Linked DNA regions of Lactuca sativa: region 2 is linked to region 1. The links are chromatin contacts, called in public Hi-C maps. All regions are on one chromosome and are shown on one strand. The core of a region is the stretch at or near the end of the contact, and the rest is flanking DNA. Distances in the headings are between cores, read along the strand shown.

Region 1 (5,811 bases), core at 3,239-5,738:
AATATTATTAAGCTAATTATTTTCAATATGTATTGTCAATATCAATAAGCTAACTATTATTACAATTTTATTTAGTTTTATTTGCAATAGTCGCGTGTAACGGCTATTAAGTTATATGATTTTAATAGATATTATCACTTTGTTCAAAAATAATTAAAATTTTATATAAAAAAATTAGTGTAAAAAGTTATTATTTCATAATAAACTAACTATTTTCAACGTATATAATCAATATTGACAAGCTAATGATTTTCAACATGTATTTGCTTAACTTTAAGTATAAAATTTTATTCAACACGCGAATATAAATCTAATTGGAGACAAAATTGAATGGAAATGAATTGAGTGTTGATGTTACTCCAAATTTATCATCAAATTGATGTAAATAAACAATAGAACACCACATTTAATGCTTATTATTCACCAGCATCAGCACCTGCATCACTTTGATATAAAAATAATATTATATAGGTTCAATTTTAGAATAAATTTCTAGTGAAAATAATAGGATTTGGTGTTTGATCGGCTTTTTCCCCAAGCTTGTGGGTTTAAGCTTTGAATGGCCCACATAAAATTCTTTTTAATTATTTTCCCTATCTCATGTTTTAAAATGGCATGATCAATAAAAGAATAAAAAATCCTTGTGTACATGTCGCAGTTAAATTTAGCTCATGGAGTATCTTCCGACAGTGTTCATAAAATAAAATTGGCAAGCTAAAAATTTTAGTTTTTATTTGTATCAAAATATTTGGAAAAAATAATTGCTAGTTTTTTAAAATGTAGAAGTATGTAAAACGAAAAGAAAGGGCGTGTTTGGCACGGAGCTTTTGGAAGCGTTTGGGAGCTTCTATCTTTTAGCTTTTGACAAAACGCTCTAGTTTAAACAAAAAGCTTCGTTTGGCGGTACGCGCGTTTAGCTTTTAGTTTTATCAAAAACGCTCCGATTCTAAAAGCTACTTCATGTAGCTTTTAACAAAACGCTCCGGAGCTTTTGAAATCAATTTCCATAATTACCCTTAAAAATATATTTATATACTTTTTTATTTTTAATCAATTGTCCTTTTATGTAATTTTATATATTTCAAAAGCTTTCAGCTCCTTTTGCCAAACATTCATATAACAAATAAAAGCTACAACTTCCCGCTACCAGCTACCAGCTAACCACTACCCGCTTTCAGCTAACAGCTACTTTTGCCAAACACGCCCAAAAACTAAAAGTTCTAAAAAATTATTTGAAATATTTTTTGGATTAAAAGTTTTTTGTTTAAAATAAAATTTAAAAGCTCTTACTATCGAACAAACTTCTCTCTCTCTCTTTTTTTTTTTTTTAATAAGTGTTTTCTTAAAGGCTAAAAGCTTATAAAATATTTTAATTATAAATGTTTTCTTAAAAGCAAATATTTTAAAACATCCATCCACGTCCTTAATATACCCCATTTATATGTCTCACTCCACAACTTCACCTCCAAAATATAGGATCCACCACTACCTACGGATATATAATATGGTTTGGAAGTCAATTTTGCAATTAACCAAAATGAAAGAAACAAGTTGCGAATGGTAAAGAAGAGTACCAAGTATCAATTCAATCACAATAAAGTCCAATTTTCGTTTTCTATTATCTTGTTTTTGCACGCAACACCGATCAAATTAAACCAAGAACACAATCAATCAATCAAACAAACACGCATTATGAGCATAAACAACTCAGAAAACTCAAAACCAATGCTAATGCTATGAAATCTCTACAATGAGTAATCGTGAACGTGTGAACTTACATGAATGGCACGAATCGACAACATTATACACAAATGTCAACTCTTAACTTAAGGGAGTAGTTTCTAGAGTTGTTCTTCCCTTTTCCATATTGATTTGCTTGTTTGAATGCTACTTTCATATCCACTACTATCACCCGACTCAACATGTCGTTTCTCAAACGGTCTCTCCCTTGCGGTTTCTCGAGACCCTCTCCGTTCCTACAACATAGACACCAGGATTATGATTTTATAAAAATAAACAAATTAATAAACAGTCATTCTTCCAACAACCCCTGAGCTGACCCACATCGCCTGCCCCAAGACCATAATGTGAGATGTAAGTCAGGTACAGGTAGGTACAGGTACACAACAACTCCCTAGCTAGCTGACGTAAAGTAGCCCAATCCACATTGGAATTGGAATGCATTTTTAGTTTTGACAAAAAATTATGTATTTGATATACAAACTTACATCTCTAAAAGGAAAATCATCGGCCTCAAGCATGTGAATAACGTGACCCATCTTCGGCCTTTTTTGAGCACTTGGATCCACACAACGTAATGCTACTAGAAGAACACGCTTCAATGCTCTTGAAGACGGTTTCTCGGGGATTTTAGGATCCAAAACTGCCTCAGCGGTTCTATTTGTTACCATCGCTTTAAGCCAATCAACAAGGTTTACCTGTGTCAACTTTAATTAGAATCCAATATAATGAAAACAACATAAACAAAATAAAATAAGTTGACACTAACAAACCTCTCCTTGAGGCCGGCTATAATCTACAGGGTTTCTACCGCTAATTATCTCCATAATAAGAATCCCAAAACTATAAACATCGCTTCTTTCATTCAACATGCCAGTACTTGCATACTCCGGAGCAACATACCTATTAACCAAAATCGTATTTGTTTTCATCATTTAACATTAAAGACTATAAATGTCAAGAATTTCTGCAAAAGGGGGTTATTATTCAAACCACCCTGAGCTGGCCCACATCTCCCAGACAGAAGCATCATGTGAGATGTGAATCAGGTAACAGTGGCCTGCTAGGCGTCTAACATAATAGCCTAATGCCAACAAAAGCCTAATCCAATGTGGAACTAAAATTTACACTGCAGCTGCTGAGACTCAAACCCTGAAACTCGGGGCCATAAATGTGAAAAAAGTAATGACATACCCAAATGTTCCCATGACTCGGGTGGTGACATAACTGCTTTCCGAGCCCAAAAGCTTGGCCAAGCCGAAATCCGAAACTTTAGGGTTCCATTGCCTATCGATCAAAATGTTGCTTGATTTGATATCACGATGAACAACTTTGGGCTCAAGTCCTTCGTGCAAATAGGTCAACCTATGAATTGTCATAATCCATAAAGGGTTTCAAATCACATGGAAAAAAGATTGAAAAGTTAGAATTAAGAATGTACCCTTTGGCTGTTCCGAGTATAATGTTCATTCGTATCTCCCATGTAAGCGGACTAGTTGGACCCACATCTCCATGAAGCCATTGTTCTAAGTTTCCGTTGTCTACATACTCATAAACAAGGATCCTAAATGGGAAAGACACCATAAATTACGCAGTTTGAATTAAAAATTAAAAAAAGAACAGTTGAACTTTGAAACGAAGGGGATTATTTGTGGGGTACCTGTGAGCTCCTTCAACACAATAGCCAAGCAATCTGACTAAATTCTTATGGCGTACGCGTCCAATTGCTTCTACTTCAACTTTAAACTCCCTCTCTGCTTGTCCTCTGTTCAAAACAAAAGCACGAGAACATGTATGTTGTGAGCTTATTCATAAATTGGAAAGATTAACAAAATTGTGGGGCGATATATGCTACAAAAACCACAATCAAGACTACAAATTTATTAATGGAATATGATCAAATTGTTATATGCATGTTATGGAATATCAGAATTGAACCTGTTGTTGAGCAAATTCTTGACAGCAACGGTGGTTCTATCCACTAAAACTCCACAATAAACAATCCCATATCCACCTTCACCGATCACATTCTCATCTGCAAAACCATTTGTTGCAATTTCAAGCTCTCTAAGAGTATACCAATGGCCCCAACCCAAATGGGAAACCTCGGGTTGGACCGATGTGGGTGCCAGTTGATCGCCGGACCCGCTTTCATGAGACGACACACCGCCACCGCCACCGCCCTTTTCCGGGTAAGAAATCCGGTGCTTCTTTCCAATATCTATCTGAATTTTCTGGTACCCATTTAATTTACTCTCATCATCTGCATGCCTATCAACTACAGCTAAAGAATCAGATTCGGGATACGGGTTTTGACCGGTATTTTGATGTTTATGGATGGTGTTTGGGGTTTCTTGATTATGTGTTCGGGTCGGGTCGATGCGGATTTCACGAATTTCTTTAGAGATGTTTGGAATTGTTGGTTTTTGAGGTAAAGTTTTGGTTTTTTTGCAGGAATTGTTGTGTTTTGAGGTGAAATAGAGTGAAATTAAGAACATCAAGATCACAATAGCGGCTCCAACGCAAATTCCAACAACAACCCATAATCTTAAACCGAAAATCGAGGTTTTCTTCGAGAGCTCATCGTTTAGAAAACCAGACATTATTGTTGTTCTTCTTCTTTCTTCTTCTTTGGTTTGCGGTGATGACCTTAGTACGATGATGCTACATTACAAAGAGACAATTGGAAAAGATAACGAAGAAGAAAGACAAAAAAGGAGGCTAATGGTAGTGGTAGTATTAATGGATAGAAAATTGAGTGGGGATTTTGGGAGTTGGAGGGTGGGGAGGTCTAAAGCTGGACTGATGGGACTTCTAGAAATATAGCGACCCCACTCTATACAAAATTAAATTTAGATAGTTTCCTAATTTAAAGTCTGTAAAGATTTATGATGTAAAGTTAATAATTGAATAGTAGAATTAATTATCTAAAATAATGTTCTACTATGTTTTGTGGATTTAATTATAAATATAGTACATATTTTTAATATTGTTTTCTAAAATATATTATCAAAATAAAAGCTGACTAAAAATATATGAATTTTAAGTATAATTTGATTTAACAGTAATTTAATAATTAGTCACCTGTTGATGTTAAAATGTGGATGTGACATGCGACTTTAATCGATGGTCTATTGGGTTTTGTTAATATTGATGGTTTTATTTTATTTATAATATTGCTTTTACTTTGGGTAGATGTTTTGCGAATATAATTTTTTCAGGAGTGGAGTACACATATTCTTAAATAGAAACTAATCATTGTCTTGAAACCAAATGCAATAAAAAATTAGGTCAATTAATCAAAGTATAATAATAAATACTCTATAAGAAAACAATATAAGAAAGCTTATGGAAACACAATTAATCAAATAATTGTACTATAATAATCAGTAATAAATAAATTTAGATTTAATAATATTAAAATACATATTTTTAACTATCGTTACAATATAGTTAAAGCACGTATTTTTAAGAGGGAATTACTAATCTAGCTATTTTCCTTAATTATCTACCCAAAAATAACCAAAAAAAAAACTTTAGCCAAAAATAGTCCTCAAAATAGTAAATGGCTAGAGTTGACTACGGTCAAAGGGGGTAATCTACTGTTTTAGGGCAATGAATTACTATTTTCCGATCTGTCTATTCTTTCGTGACTCATTGGCCTATACTATATAATATATAATTTTTAAGATTATGTTACTTTTTGGTATTTTTTTTCTTGGTTTGCCTACAATTTTTTCTCTCAATAGAGCACTCGAAAAACAACGAGATACGTCTATTTTTTTGTCAAATTTTTACCATATATTTGATTATGAGTAGTTTTTGTACATGAGGATAAATTTAAAAAAAAAAAAACCCGAGAAAAAAAATATTAAAACCGTAGGCTTCATACGAAACCTACGGTGTACAAGTCCACAATGCACAGGTTGTGCAGTGTGGACTTGTACACCGTAGGACCATACGGATTTTTTTTTTCGTTTTTTTTTTTAAATGTTGTAACCTGCAACCAATTATATCTACGTTATGATTCCATGATTTTTTTTCAAAAAACTTTTAAAAAAAATTAACGAA
Region 2 (5,667 bases), core at 751-3,250, 140 kb before region 1:
TTCGGTTTGGACAGCGGTTCTCGCATCACTCGGCTGGGCAAACAGAGGATGGTCGGAAATGGAATCAGGTTCATTCCGATCGGAAATGACAAGATTCGATGATGATCGGTTGGATCTCGAGCTTGGATTCCTACTCCACCTCGATGTCGATTGAATGTTCCTTCTCAACGCCGGAATCCTCAAAGCCGGTTGACCACTCTGACTCGATAAATCATCTGATGTCACTGCTACAGGTGGTGTTAAAAAATCTACAGGGTTAAGTCTCAGAGAAGGATATAAACCCGAAACATCGGGTTCCCGATTATCACTATTACTCGGTAATAAATCTTGTTGATGAGAAGATGTAATCCTCAAAACATTTCTACGAGTGTTTTCAACACGGGAATTCTCGTTTCCTCCACCAACACTCAATCCAAGTCTCGGAATAATTGATTCCGAAGTTGGAGTAGCTTCGCTTCCATGCCATGTGATCGAACCACTTTCCGCCCTTTGAAACATGTCCGAGCTTCCAATTCCATTTCCGGAAGAAGACTGTCCTAATTCCACTGCTTTTCTTTTCCGAGACAATCTCCGTTCATCCAATTCAATATGATCAGAAGATGATCCAAAAGGGTCAGAAAGAGGGGAACTACTACTACTACTACTAGTAGCCATTGATAAAGAATTTGATAGATTCATGGTGACATTGTTATGATCACATAATGAAAGCAAACTTGATGGTGATTCAGGGCAAGATTTCATTAAAGAAGAACTTGAACTGGGTTCACCAACATTCCACATACTTAAATTCTGTCCTTCTTGATTTGTTGAGTTCAGAAACAGATCATTTGATGGAGAGTTTTGCATATTGTTTTCAAAGCAGATTTGCTGATCGATTACGTTTGCATCACTTGATGACGAACCATGTTCGAACCCTAATGTTGCAGGAAAAGAACCGATAGCACCACTCTGTCCTTGCATTAGACCAACCAACAATCTACCAAGATGATCGCAACTTCGTTGAAAGCCTGAAACTTTTCAGAGATATTAATGTTATTGTTATGCATAAAAAAGAAGTTTCCCCAATTTTGAACCCAACAAGTATTAAAATTGAATCGGAAAAATGAAAACAAGAACAAAGTGAACAAGAAGAAAACTTTTGCAACCAAACACCACCCACCCACTAAACCTGGAGTCAAATTCACTTAATTTGCAGAAATCGAGCAAGCCATTTACAAGCAATGGATTTACCCAAATCTACAATCAATGCATATAGATAAATATATGCATACACCCAACACATAGAAACATAAAGCATTATTTCAAGAACATAATCATAAACTCGATGAAATTGGAGGAATTCGTTCATGAATAAGATAAATAGCAAACTATTGAAACAGTCAAAAGAAGTATCAAATGGTATATAGACAAAAAGGGTGTGAATCTACCAACACACGAAAAAATGCACAAAAAACAAAAAAAGTTTTGGGGGAAACGTAGCGTCTCGATTAAAATACAACAGAAATGAAGAAAATTTTCTTGAAGATAAGTAAACCCCAGATGAGAAATTACAAAATACAGAAAGCAGAAAGCGGGCATCATCGAGAATGATGGATGAAAGGTGTGTCGAAGAACATACCAAACGAAAAAGCGAAGAGATTGTAGGCGATGGATCTAAGATGAACGGGTATAAGAAGAGTTCGAAACGGTTGTCCAAGAAGGCGAAGATGGTGATCGAAACGACTTCGTCTTTACCGCACCCCCTCTCTCCAAACAATCAATCAATCAATCAGGCTTCTGATTCTTGAAGCAGATACCCCTTTTCAAAGAGGAAGAGGGGGTTTAGAGAGACATGGGGAGAGAATCAAAGATGAAATTGTGTTTTGTGGGTGTAAAATGACATGAGAGAGAGAGAGAGAGAGAGAGAGAGATGGAGAGATGGTTGGATTAAAGAGGAGAGGGTAATCTTTAAATTACAATCTGACCCAGAGAGAGAAAGAGTGAAAAGTCGCTAGTTTCCCAAAGAAAAAAGAAAAGAAAAAGAGGGGTAAGGTAATGTGTGTGGGTGTGGTTACCAAATGGTGTTTGTCTCTCCTCCTGTCCCAATGCACGCCGAGCCGATCAACTGTGAAGCTGTGTTTCTTGTTTTCTTCTTCACGCCAAGCACCTCCTCTTCACTCTTTACTCTTCAGTCAGACTCAAAAGCCTTTGCATTCGCTTTCACGTTAAGCCCCTACGACTCACTACTCACTCATCTTACTATTTAACGTCTTTTCCATGTATGCTTTTTCGGGTAAAAAGATCTCTGCAACTCTGCAACCCATTTTTAAATTTCAAATCCCACGCGATATTATTTTATTTTGTTTGTTATCTAATTTGTGTATAACAAAAAGTGAGTATATATTACAATCTAGATAAATATAGGTAGGTATTCATATTTAAGGTTTCGTGTGATGGTTGTTGACTGATAAAGTATCGATTGGAAAATGTTTGTCTTGTTAATAAATTTGGACTGAGTAAGAAACCATATTGTTTGATTGTATATCTTATTAAATATGTTGACTGATGAAAAATAACCATTTTATCCTATTTATTTGTCCAGTGTTTGATGAAGTTGCTCAAGAATTATAAAAACATACAAATTTTCATACAAAATGTAAATTACACACAAATCCTTTAAAAATCTAAATCCTCAATTACACCAAACACTAGCAAACCTATACAAAAAACAACTTCTTGAATATAATGAATGCAAAAACAAGTAATCGTAGCTAGAATACTTTTCAGCGACATTTTATACCATTAATTCACACTTCAAATACAAACTTCCACCTCAATATACTATGGAATCACCAATTCCGAAGAAGTCTTCAAATTCAATGGGGAGAAAACCTCGATCAAGATCATCAGAAAATCAATCCACACATTCCTCCAGAGCTATAATCACTTCAAAATTACATCCTTTTTTAACTCTTCCTTTCTCGCTATCAATCCTCCTCTTATCATATTTTTCACCTGATTTCATTTCCCTCCAACACACAATCCATTTCCGCCTTCAGTCCTTATTTGATGTCATTGGAATCCCAGTTTCATCTCAATTCTTCTCCACTTTCAACCTCAAACTCTCCTAAATAGTCACCTCAACAATACTACTCCCACCTTTTATCAGCAAAAATCAGCAAAAATATGAACTTATCAACAAAAATCAGCAAAATCAAGCATGAATAAAATCATGTGTTCAGGTATGTGTGATCAGATATGTATCTATATGTTCATGTATGAATAAATTCAACAACAAATTCAAGAAAGGAACATTAAATAGCAAAACAACAAATCACTTGAAAAATCGGAACTTTCAACAACAAAATCAACAAAGGAACATAACAACAACAAAAATCGAAATTTGTATCCCTCTCAACAGCAAAAATTAAAACTTGTAGAGAAAGAGTGGGTCCAAGATGGCAAAAATCGGAACTTTCATAGATAAAATCGGAACATGAAAACAGAAACGTACCTGATGAGATGGGGAAGGAGCTTCGATCGATGGGTGGAAGAGGAAGAATGGGGTCGACTTTGCTTGGTGGTTGCTGGAGAAGAAAGGAGTCCCTGAAATAGGAGAAAAAAGGGAGTCGCTGGAAGATATGTTAGGCAAAGGTACCGGTGGAAACCTCCCTTTTTTCTCAGTCAGCTGATTTTAAACGTCTTTCCCAATCAACTTTTTCTTTCTGATTCAGACGCACAAAAAATGTTTATCAAACAAATTTAGTTGGGTGAGTCAGCCAAAAAGGTCTTACCCAACTTGGTCAAACAAGTATCAGGGCCTAAGTCGTTTCTTTTGGGATCATATATATATATATATATATATATATATATATATATATATATATATATATATATATATATATATATATATATTGACATCCCCATTTTCCACGGCCAGAAAATACCGATTTTGTTTATGCTTTGTTAAAAATCAGAGTACTTCTTTCCATAAAAATGTTGCGGAATTTGTTCCCAGAAAACACGATAAATACATTATCAAAACATTTTCGAAGAAACGTATTTTATTCAAAAACGTTTGGGATGTCATTGTCAATACAGAAACATAAGCATAAACGGAACTTACATTTATTTACACTAGTGATTTATATCTCCTTAATCTCTCAGTGTAATGTGACTTCATATCAACACCTGTGATATAAATAAACTGAGTGGGTCAGGTTGGGAAATCTGGTGAATACATAGGGATTTCAATCCCACAATGTTATATCATATATATAATTTAGAGCCTACAAAATATACAATTTCACTTTATATGTATAAGCAACTCTTATCCCACCCCGTCGATCCTCACAGCGAGACTATCCATACTCTCAAACCTAAGATTAACCGTTTTACCTAATCCATACTCCCGGATCAGAAATGAACGGCTTTACCTAATCCATACTCTCAGATTAATGACGAATAGTTATGCCTAATCCATACTCTCGGACTAGGGACGAATGACTAATCCATACTCTCGGACTAGGGAAGAATGACTATGTCTTAATCCATACTCTCGGACTAAGGACAACTGGCTATGTCTTAATCCATACCCCCGAATTAGTGACAGTTGACTATGTCCAATCCATACTCTCGGACTAGGGACAATGACTGTGTCTAATCCATGCTCCCGAATAAATGACATATACTAAAGTTTTATTATCTGAGTATAACTCACTTGTAATCGTAAGAAATACTACCCAATATTCCTCATAATTAATTTAGGTCTACTCTTTATCCTAAATCATCATATATAATCAGGTATTTTCTTTAACACGTATTTCAGGCAACATCAATTAACTCGCAAATAAACATATAATTAATACTTCAATCAATACTTGTATTAAAATCATGTTCATGAAAGGGACTATGCACTCACTTGAAAGGTGGTGACTCAGCACTCGGACAACGCTTCGATATTCTCAAAACAATTCTCCTTCGATAAAACTTAGTATCAATACCACTAGGGTTTAGTCTAACGATAACCGCGACTAATTAATAGTCTGAATATTATTACTATTATATAAGCGTTAAACAATACTTATATAACCCATAATAATAGCCCAAATACTCCTTATAAGGTCCTAATAACATTACTATATTGAAACATAAGTTATACAAAAGATAGGGTAGGCATAGCTCACTTACAGCGGGTTTTCTCGAAAACCGGGCTTCGCTGGAGCAGCGTTCCTGAGCCAAAAGGCTCTTTTCTCGAGGCTTCGGGAGCCTCGGGGCTTCCTTCGGGTGCTAGGGGGTTTACCTAGGCTTTAGGGGGCTTAAGGGAGGCTAGAGAGAGAAAGTGAAGTTGGATGGTGTGGAGAATGAAGGGAACTCGACACCTCTATTTATAAGGTGAATTCCTGATGGGCTTACCGAGTAGGACGACCTACTTGCCGAGTTAGGGCATGTGGCAGCCTTCTAGTGGTGCCACGTGTCCAATTGTGGTGGTGCCACGTCACCCCTATCGCGTATCAGTCTTCAAACTTAGAAAAATCATAACTCTCGCATACGAGCTCCGTTTTCGACGTTCTTTTTTTCAACGCGTAGGTAAAATCAATATCTACAACTTTCATTTAGACTCCGTCGGCTAATTCTCGACCGATCTCAAATTTAACAGTAGGAGGCGTTTAGACTGTTAAATGACCG

What was found. Hi-C and Micro-C count contacts between places; a contact is called where the count stands out from the background.
Region 2: a Hi-C map of leaf shows a contact between it and region 1, with 4 times the contacts expected there. The contact joins the promoter of LOC111876175 here to the promoter of LOC111876176 in region 1. A contact is called at or near these places in 2 of 4 Hi-C or Micro-C datasets (both in leaf).

What each region holds. Positions count from the first base shown.
Region 1 is chr1:27,082,222-27,088,032 of Lsat_Salinas_v11, reverse strand. It overlaps LOC111876176 (probable serine/threonine-protein kinase At1g01540), which reads right to left and starts at 4,488. Exons shown (of 7, transcript XM_023872702.3): 1 at 3,679-4,488; 2 at 3,401-3,505; 3 at 3,182-3,304; 4 at 2,935-3,105; 5 at 2,514-2,643; 6 at 2,229-2,438; 7 at 1,585-1,976. The coding sequence starts at 4,343. The coding sequence ends at 1,842.
Region 2 is chr1:27,216,944-27,222,610 of Lsat_Salinas_v11, reverse strand. LOC111876175 (probable E3 ubiquitin-protein ligase RHG1A) reads right to left here and starts at 2,000. Exons shown (of 6, transcript XM_023872701.3): 1 at 1,619-2,000; 2 at 1-1,007. The coding sequence starts at 960.